2 separate regions of the Sus scrofa genome follow, and region 2 is linked to region 1. Evidence: chromatin contacts called from public Hi-C data. All regions are on one chromosome and are shown on one strand. The core of a region is the stretch at or near the end of the contact, and the rest is flanking DNA. Distances in the headings are between cores, read along the strand shown. Region 1 has its middle 340 kb from the start of EPM2A. Region 2 has its middle 550 kb from the start of UTRN.

The links. Hi-C and Micro-C count contacts between places; a contact is called where the count stands out from the background.
Region 2: a contact with region 1 is called in a Hi-C map of fetal heart ventricle, with 2.0 times the contacts expected there. The contact joins two enhancer-like sites. A contact is called at or near these places in 2 of 47 Hi-C or Micro-C datasets (fetal heart ventricle and heart right ventricle).

The regions. Positions count from the first base shown.
Region 1 is chr1:20,141,553-20,146,129 of Sscrofa11.1, reverse strand. No RefSeq gene overlaps it. Among named protein-coding and RNA genes, the nearest start is that of EPM2A, 340 kb to the right of the region's middle. Within about 2 kb of position 2,864, at least 2 of the 83 cell types and tissues checked have an H3K27ac peak or open chromatin away from gene starts, as enhancers often do.
Region 2 is chr1:20,496,057-20,501,039 of Sscrofa11.1, reverse strand. No RefSeq gene overlaps it. Among named protein-coding and RNA genes, the nearest start is that of UTRN, 550 kb to the left of the region's middle. Within about 2 kb of position 2,764, at least 4 of the 83 cell types and tissues checked have an H3K27ac peak or open chromatin away from gene starts, as enhancers often do.

The sequences.
Region 1 (4,577 bases), core at 1,615-4,114:
GAGAGAGAAGAGAGGAAAGAGGAAGTGGATCTGATAAGTATTAAATAGCAGTATTGCTTTTATATAGAAATGGCATGAATAATTTATTGACTGCATCAGCAGACATATTTAGCCTTGTGCTGTGAAGGTGAGCACTCGGCCATGTGTTCCTCTTACATCACAGGAGCTCACAGCCACCAGCATTGGGTCACTAGCCTTTCCAAGAGCTATTTTAAAACAGATGTGGCAATTATTTTTTTCTAACACAATAACTAAGGAATAATTAAAAAGTTATGTTGCCTGAATCCACAAACTATCTTAAAGGGGAAATGCTTCAAGGGGGATATGGCATAAAGAAGGCATGTTATATTCCTAAAGACTGCTCCAGATGGATTTGAACCTTACATTAAAATAACCTCCTCTGTGCTCTGCAGTTTTCCACCATCCTCATTCAGTACCCTGTCCCTGGCTTCTCTACAGTTTCATTTGTCCGAGAAACAACAATTATAGCAAGGACTGGAAAGTATACTCCAGAGGCAACCAAGCCATTGCTACTTTTTCAATCTAAATATATGCTATTTGATACCATTGCTTTCTGTTAGAGTTAATGTGTGTCTCCTGAAAAGGTATGTTGAAATCCTGACTCCAGATACCTGTGAATGTGACCTTTTCTGGAAATAGGCTTTGGAGGTGTAATCAAGTTAAGGTCATTAGATAATCCAATACAACTAGTTGTCCTTATGAAAAAAGGAAAGTGACCCAGATTTAGACCCACAAGGATAACATCACATGATACTGGAGGCAGAAACTGAAGTGCTGCACTACAAGCTAAGGAATGCCCCAAATTGCCAGCAATACCAGAGGCTAAGAGAAGAGCATAGAATAGATTCTCCCATTGACCCTTCAGAGAGAGAATGTCCCTGCCAACATCTGGATTTCAGACTTCTTACCTCCAGAACTGTGAGCGAATACATTTCTTTGGTTTAAACCACCCTGTTTGTGGTGTTTTGTTACAGTAGCCTTAGGAAACTAATGTACTCTCTAAATTTAGATCTACAGAGTGAGGAGCAATGAGCTAGCCAGCTTACCAAGATAAACTGATTATGTGTGATCTGGATATTCACCAAGGGTGCAATATTTCTACACACCCATTAATAAAAAAGCATGTTGCAATTTAGGTTGATTGAGTTTGTCTCAGTTTGTCTAGGCAGCCCTGTTTCCATTTACTTTCTGGCAAACCAACTAACATCTCTTTTCACTTTCAAAAAACCCCAGTTAGGATGATCAGTTATATCACTCTACCTATGTGTATGCCACTAGCCCTTAGCAAACAATGAAATAAAATCTTCACCATTTGTGTTCAGTGCTTTTGATTTAAAAAATTGATGTCTAGTGTCAGAGTCAAAATCCCTCTAACACTACAGCAAATTGAAGTTCAAGATTCCAGGATTCTGGATCACTTTAGACTTAATTTACTCTGGGACCCACAAATTTACATCTGTCTTACCTGGGTCACGTTCCTCAGGAAATAAGATTTCAACTTGTTGAAACCAATTGGAACGAACACAACTAGTCACATCCTGAGGTGTTGAGGTGAGAGGAGAAGGGGAAGAGAATAGCAAGTAAGTTCAAGTGTAGCAGGAGGAGTATTCTGAATCTATGTTTCATTTTGGTTACTGTGGGGTGACGGAAGCCAGCAGTGTGGACACTGAAAAAGAGTCAGAGATGCGGCCTCCATTCTCAGTTGGTCATAAATTCTTCCTAACCTGGACTAGCTCTGTCTTTGACCTCAGTTTTCCCACTTGGAAAGTGAGGGTTTAATAATTGATTTTTAATGATTTTGCACTCGGTTAATTAGGGAATGCTTGGGAAATACCTGCAACAATCTGAAAAGCACACTGTATGTTCCATGTCTTGTTGATGGACCTGCACAGAATATATTGCTCAGTATTGGAAGGAGAAATTAATTTCCATTTCTTGTCAGTTCTATACTTGTTTTATTACTAAGCCACACTGCTGGTGAGGTGAATATATATGAAGAACGACTTCACACAAAGTTACAAATCTTTGTTCACTTTGTTGCCCTCTCCTATATACTGTGTTCAATTTACAATAAAGCAGTGATTGCTTTTAGCCTCATCTCTGGTTTCTAAAGTTAAGACGAGGTTCACTGTTTCTTTTTACACTTATGCTCTCAATCTAACACCTTTGGAAGACAGTCATGGATATTACTGACTGCAAAACCTAGGTTGGAAGTTGCTGGTTTGGGAGCAGTGTGATGTTTCCCAGGATATTTGCAAATGCAGGTGTGGGCAGGGGGTGTCTAGTACCTTGTTAATGTCCATACCCTGCACTGCTCCTCCTCTGTGTTCCTACAGTGCCCTTTGAATAGCGATACTGTCGTAATGACAGCATCGTAATTTTGTTTATAGTTTTGTTTCTTCCACAGGATTATGAGTTCCTAAAATTTGGGAATACATCTTACTTATATTTTTATCATCAGTATTTCCCAAATACTGGAAAATCGATGCCATTCAATGCACATTTGTTGAATACATGAGCAGCAATCTTTTAAGGAATTGGCTTGTAATTGAATCAACAGACAGCCTGGGGGCTTTGTAATGTGCCACCTTGGCTAGGCTCAAATATGTTTACAAGATACTCTTTCTCTAAATTTTTTCTTTTGAAATGATCCATGAGAGACAATTTTTGGCATGAGATTTGGAGAATAGAAGTGAAGTAGCAACCATCTTGTCTTTTAATGCCCAAAGGTTGAAGCAAGGTTGTCAGATGTTTTTGTAGCTCATTGTGTCTTATCTGTTGGCTCACCTCCTTGGCATTGGAATGCAGCCAGGCTTGAAAACAACTGGTGAACTGCCCTCAGATCCTCCTGGAGTTTCTCCAATTCGTATGTCACATTGTGTTTAGCTCCATGATGAAGGGCGATGGTGTGTCCTGTGGAATACTCATATCTTCGAGTGTGGAAGCACTGAGAAGTGAAGAATGGATTCTGGTTCCAGTCTGTCCTGAAAGTTCTACATTACCCTGCCTTCCCTCACTCTCCATCTTCTTACCCTCAGACAGCCTGTCTGTGGACTTTGAGTCCTGGATCAGATGGAGAGGCAACAGTCATGCTGAGATTGCTTAACTCATACAAGTGTGTAAGGTCAAATCCTTGTAACAAATCCCTTTACACACACACACCTATGTATATATGTAAGTATATATGTCTTTATACCGCCTATGGAAGCTTGTGCTTTTCCATTTGAATGCTGATTGAGACAGCCAGTTTATGAGAGTATAGAAGTAAATTGCCTAAGAGTGCTTATCTGTGTGTGTGTGTATGTGTGTGTGTAGGTGTGTGTAGGTGTACACAAAAGCACTATTGGTTAGGATAATGGTAGCCTTTGGAACTAACATATCCATAAAACAAATTTCTCAGCAACTGAACACAATCGATCTCTTTTTCTTCCTCTATGAATGTCTAGTGTGTGTATTTCTGCTTGGTAGGGAGAGAACATATTCCTTTTCTGTACCGATTTAGAAACCCAGCCTGAGGAGATTCTACTGCTTTCAAGAAGTGATTTCTGAGGTCTCCTTGGGCAACAAAATTCAGCCAACAGGTGGGAGAAGAGGGTGGAATATTCATATCCACTTCCTAGCGCCTCAGGTTAGACGTGACACTCACCACTCTGCTTATATTCCATGGTGAGAACTGGTTCCTTGGCACCACTTAGAAGGAAGAGGTGTCCTGGGAAATGGGATCCCTGGTGGGGCCGCCTCTTTCAGACACAACTGTGTTGTAGAAGGGGAACACACGTGTGCGGAGGAATAGCTAGCCATCACTGCCACACAGACGCTTATGTAAAATATGTTGATTAGATCAGAAAACTCAACCATCTTTGTCATCCATCCTGGTTCTTGGCCTGCTTAGGAAAAAAAACAAAAGGATCAGTCCGCAGGGAGCCTGAGAGAATTTGGCTGACTTCAGAATGGCTTGTTTAATTGTATCCTGAGGTGAATTGAAGGCAGCACAGCTTGCAGCCACTTTGGAAGGGGCTCTGGCCCTTGGAGATAAAGCTAAAATTGAAATATCCATTCGAAAATTCTACACTAACTGCCAACACCATTAACATCCAAGTTCCATCTGAATATGTCTTGAAGGTAGCTTGCCGACTCCCAGATGCAGCAGCTCCACCAGAGTTTGATCCTTTTGTTTGCTGGAGTTGGCTGCTGTAGCTACAGACATCATTGGTCTGGAGGAAGCAGTTATGTACCAGCATTTGGTCCCCCTTTTGGAATAAACTGGCTGGCCAATTTTACAGGCCTTTCTCCTCCTTTCTCCCAATTTAGCACTTTTGTGCAGGAGTGAAAATCAACATCTATTTGAAATCCCATTTGATATCCTTTAAATATGTTTTATATTAAGCATTTTCAGTTTTATATATAAATAAGGGATCATAGATTTGCAATTTAAAAAGAAATCAACAACTAATTAGAACTCACATATGTTTATGTTTTTCCTCCATTTACTCACTGGTATGTAAAATTGTTTTTCATTTTATTTTTCCTCCTGATCTGATTTTCTATTTTGGCAT
Region 2 (4,983 bases), core at 1,515-4,014, 360 kb before region 1:
TAGATCTTCCTTTAATAGAGTTGACCTACTAGTAATTGTCTGTCTCTCTCTCTTTCATACACCTACTCAAAGGCAAAGGGGAGCTGGATCTAGTTCTCCAGTTGACCAAAAAACAAAACAAAATGAAATAACAACAACAAAAATCCCAACAACAACAACAACAGCTCCACATGGAACTTATAGTGCTCATTTGTCTGTAATCATCCCAACTGGGTCCCTATTTACCATTAAGCCTCATGAAAACAGGAGGGAAAAATGATTTCTAATACTGAGAAAGTGATTTTTCTTTTTTTTTTTTTTTTTCTTTTTTTTTTTTTTTTGCTATTTCTTGGGCCGCTCCTGCGGCATATGGAGGTTCCCAGGCTAGAGGTCCAATCGGAGCTGTAGCCACCAGCCTACGCCAGGGCCACAGCAACGCAGGATCCGAGCCGCGTCTGCAACCTACACCACAGCTCACGGCAACGCCGGATCGTTAACCCACTGAGCAAGGGCAGGGACCGAACCCGCAACCTCATGGTTCCTAGTCGGATTCGTTAACCACTGCGCCACGACGGGAACTCCTGATTTTTCTTTAAATATAGGAAAGAGTTTTTCTATTTCCAACAAGGAACATTTTGTGATCCTTTGAACAGGAAAATTTCCTATTTATCCATTTCAAAAATAATAAGGTACTACTGAGCTGTGCAGGGTAGTCCATCTCTCTAAGGTCACCATTTTCTCTATAATTAACAAGAAAGAAGTGTTTTCTTCAGGAATCATGGAAAATTACGTTGACAACATAATTTTAAAAAAACTTTAAAAGAACACTATTATGTTTCTCTTGAGCTTTTGCAAATATGTTTAAATATGGCTGATATTTAATAACCACAGCACTTTAGGCCTTCATGCTTGTGTATATGACTTCCCCAGTATAAAACCTGTGCCTAAGGCTGGTTATTGTTGAATGCCTCTGGGCATTGGGAAGGTACATTCAGTCACCTCTAGGTTCCTGAATCCATTCTTCCCTGGCATTTCACTAGAAATTAAAATAATAAATCTTTCCTTTATTGAACATGTTCTATACTGTTAGACACTTGTGCTGGACTTGGTACATACATTGTTGCTCTAGTCCTCAGAATACCCTGCAGGCTGGGTAGTTCGGTCTCCTCTTACAGATGAGAGAACCTCTTTAGCAGCGTGGCTTCCTCAGCAGGTAACAAACAGGAAGGCCTGGGCGTTGAACCTAGTTATGGCCCACTCCAAAGTTATGGTCTTACCTCAAAACCCAGCCACTTAAAAGAGCGAGAGTGCCACAGATAATTCAACATCAATCAGGTTTAAAAACTCCAGTGAAGGGAGTTCCCGTCGTGGCGCAGTGGTTAACGAATCCGACTAGGAACCATGAGGTTGCGGGTTTGGTCCCTGCCCTTGCTCAGTGGGTTAACGATCCGGCGTTGCTGTGAGCTGTGGTGTAGGTTGCAGACTCGGCTTGGATCCCGCGTTGCTGTGGCTCTGGCGTAGGCCGGAGGCTACAGCTCCGATTCGACCCCTAGCCCGGGAACCTCCATATGCCGCGGGAGCGGCCCTAGAAATGGCAAAAAGACAAAAAACAAAACAAAACAAAACTCCAGTGAAACAATGACGTCATAAAGTAAGGTTTGGGAATGACAACTGGTTTTAGAACTCCAAGTTTTCCTTCATGTGCATCACAAGGTCAGGTGTTTCTAGTGCTGTCCCTAGCTCCCTCACAGCAGAGACATTCTGGGCATTGAGCCAGTTCTTTTCTTTGGTTGACAGGTGCAGAGGGCTGATGATAGCCTCTGGTTCATGTCACACTATTATCCCACTTGGTGCCAGGTCCCTCTCCTGTTTTTATATGTCTGATTATTCCCTTTGGTCACCATGACGCACTCCCATTTCTACTCCCTCTCCCACTAAGTCAAACATTCTAATATGTCTGATGGTATCTTCGATTTTATCTATTCTTGAAAACCCTTATGGTGGTTTCTGTGCAAATGTGTAGATGTTGAGGCCTCATCGTAAGGTATAAACCCTGCACTGGAAAAATCCTAGAGCCAAGAATGTGGACTCCAGTGCCGGCTCTGCCCCTCTCCAAAGGCATTTCCAATGCTAGCCGTCCTCTGCAAGCCTATTCCTTCGTCTTAAAGTGAGGATAAGGCTACCTGCCTTGTCTCTCTCTCAGGTTTGTAGGAACCAAATACGACAATGATTCTAAAGACATGTTTAAGCTATAAAGCATTTAAAGCTATAAAGCTCACATGTATGGTTTTATGTCAGAATCATCTGTGTTATGGAAAGCGGTGGCTGTTTTGAAAAGGCTACTTTTAGAAGTTGCCTCATGGAGGAGAAATCTGATTCTAAGCTGTTATGGATGGAACTGGGTTCTCTCAAAATTCATATGTTGAAGCTCTGACTCCCAATGTGATTGTATTTATTGATAGGGTTTACAAGGATATAAGAAAGGTTAAATGAGGTCATAAGGGTGGGGCCTTAATCCAGTATGATGCCTATCCTTATAAGAAGGGAAGAGACACCAGATATCTCTTTTAGCCCCAGCATGCTCAGAGAAGAGGTCATATGAGAATAGAAAGAGAAGCCAGGGAGAGAGGTTTCACTAAAACCAACCCTAATAGAACCTTAATAGAATAGGACTTCCGGCCTCCAAAACTGTGAGAAAATAAATTTCTCTTGTTTAAGCCACTCAGTCTCTGGTATTTTGTTATGGCAGCCAGAACCATGTATGACTAATACACAGGCACTCCTCAGCCATGTATGATTTGGATGCAAAGGTATGATTCCTAGATCTGGAACGTGTCTGGCACCCTGGAGTGATAACTCAATATGGAGTTAATTTGCATTTCATTTAATTTAATCTGTGCATCATGGCACTTTTGGAAAAGAATCCTAAAATCAGGGCTGCCAACACTGCTGCAGTGACAGCAGCACCCTGCTGGTAATACATCCTGAGAGGATCAATCATAAAACCCAGTGAAAAAAAAAATAAAAAAAAAAAATAAAACCCAGTGATACAATAGTTGTTCCTCCTAGGATGTGTCTCAACACAATAACATGATATTCTAGATACCCGTTTCTTGCTCTCTAACACCTAGAATATGAAAACATAAAATCTCAGAAAAGTTTGGTTGGATAGCAGGTAGTAAATTAACTTTTTAAAAATATTCTTTTAATACCTCATTATTCAGTCCGCTCTTTAGCATTTGTGGATGCAAAGTCATTTCTGGGATGGCCAATCTTCTTAACTGGTAAGAAGTTACCAGATGTTAGATAAGAATCTGTCACCAGAATTCCTCTTAGGAAGAGGACTTTTTTTTTTTTTTTTGCTTTTTAGGGTGACACCCATGGCATAAGGTAGTTCCCAGGCCAGTGGTGGAATTAAATTAGAGCTGCAGCTTCTGGCCTGCACCACACCCATGACAACACCGGATCTGAGCCACATCTGTGACCTATACCACAGCTCACGGGGCTCACGGAAATGTCAGATCCTTAACCCACTGAATGAAGCCAGGAATTGAACCCACATCCTCATGGTTACTAATTGGATTCATTTCCACTGAGCCACAATGAGAAGTCTGGAAAAGAACTATTTTTGTGTTTGGAAAATACACTAGCAGAGCTTGAGGGTAGCCAGGGACATCTCTTGTCTGATGGAAGGAATACAACTGTTCTACAGAAGATGAAGGGAGACGTGTGTCTATCATTAAAGAAAAGGGATGGGGAGGGAGGAGACAAAAGAAGAAGAATGCCATTGGGGTCAGTGAGAGAGAGGGTTTGCTGAAGGCTGCATGCTATGTAATAGGACCATTCCCAAAGATTCCTCCCACAACCAGTAAAGTTAATATATCTGTGCATGGTGTGACTGCATCTGTTATGGACAGGTGAAAGATGAGGTTTGTGCCGTGGCAGTGATGGACCAGCTCAGCTGGACACAGGGCAGAGACAGATGACACAAGGAGTAAGCTAACCATAAAGAATCAGTAGGAATCATGTGAAAAGTTTAGGTTTCTACAAGTGAGTATTTAAGTCAGATTGACCTGTAAGACCCTGGTGGGCATTGAAACCACATGAATAGAAGGAGAAAGCCAAGCTGCCCTGAATTTCTTAAACATCTGGATGGAGTTTGGGGGAATGTGTCTACCAAAACATCAAGACTGCAGCACCCTTAGGTTCATGCTTCCAGCGAGCTGGCTTTCCCAGGAAGAGGCAAAATAAGGATCAAGAACCATATCAGCTTGCAGAAAGGGACCACGAGAAAATCACAAAGAGAGAAAATGGTGCACAGGAAGTCTGAGTTGCACAAAACAGGTGTAGAGCTGTGTTGGGTGACCATCTCTTGGCATTGCTGGAAGCTCCAACTGGCCCCTCAGTGCCAAGCAAATGAATTCTTTCTGTCCCATGGTTGTGGCAAGCACATAATCATGCAACATTTTTAGACACATGGAGAGCCGACTGGCTAGACGTGTGTCTGAGATGGTACATCATTTTCCTGAATAGTTAGTTCTACCTTCCCTTCATTTCTTTGCTAGCAGCAGTTTTCTGAGGCTTGAGCTCAGCTTTTTTCTCTGTATAATATGGCATGCATTTAAAATGGTTGCATCATTTTAAACTTTGGGAAAATAGAATTTGAAAGGATTGAGAGGGTGTAGGACTGACAGTTTTCCACTGAGCTACCAGACAGGATAGAATCCATCTCTCTGACTCCTGACAGGTAAGGGGTTGATTTCATTTTACATGCCTGTTGGTGGATGGCACTGATCAGGTTTTAATCCATAATAGGAAGACAGAGTGGCAAGCCTTGTCTCTGTTCAGGTTCCTCTCTTGCCTCTGAGACCCTGTCTGCAAGCAAACGACTGGTTCTGACCTATTTCTTTCTAACAGTAATTATAGCTCTTATCAGTTTTCCATAAAAAGTCCAATGTGGGGGGAAAAAAATTGAAAACTTGATGGAGCAAAACATGGGGTTGA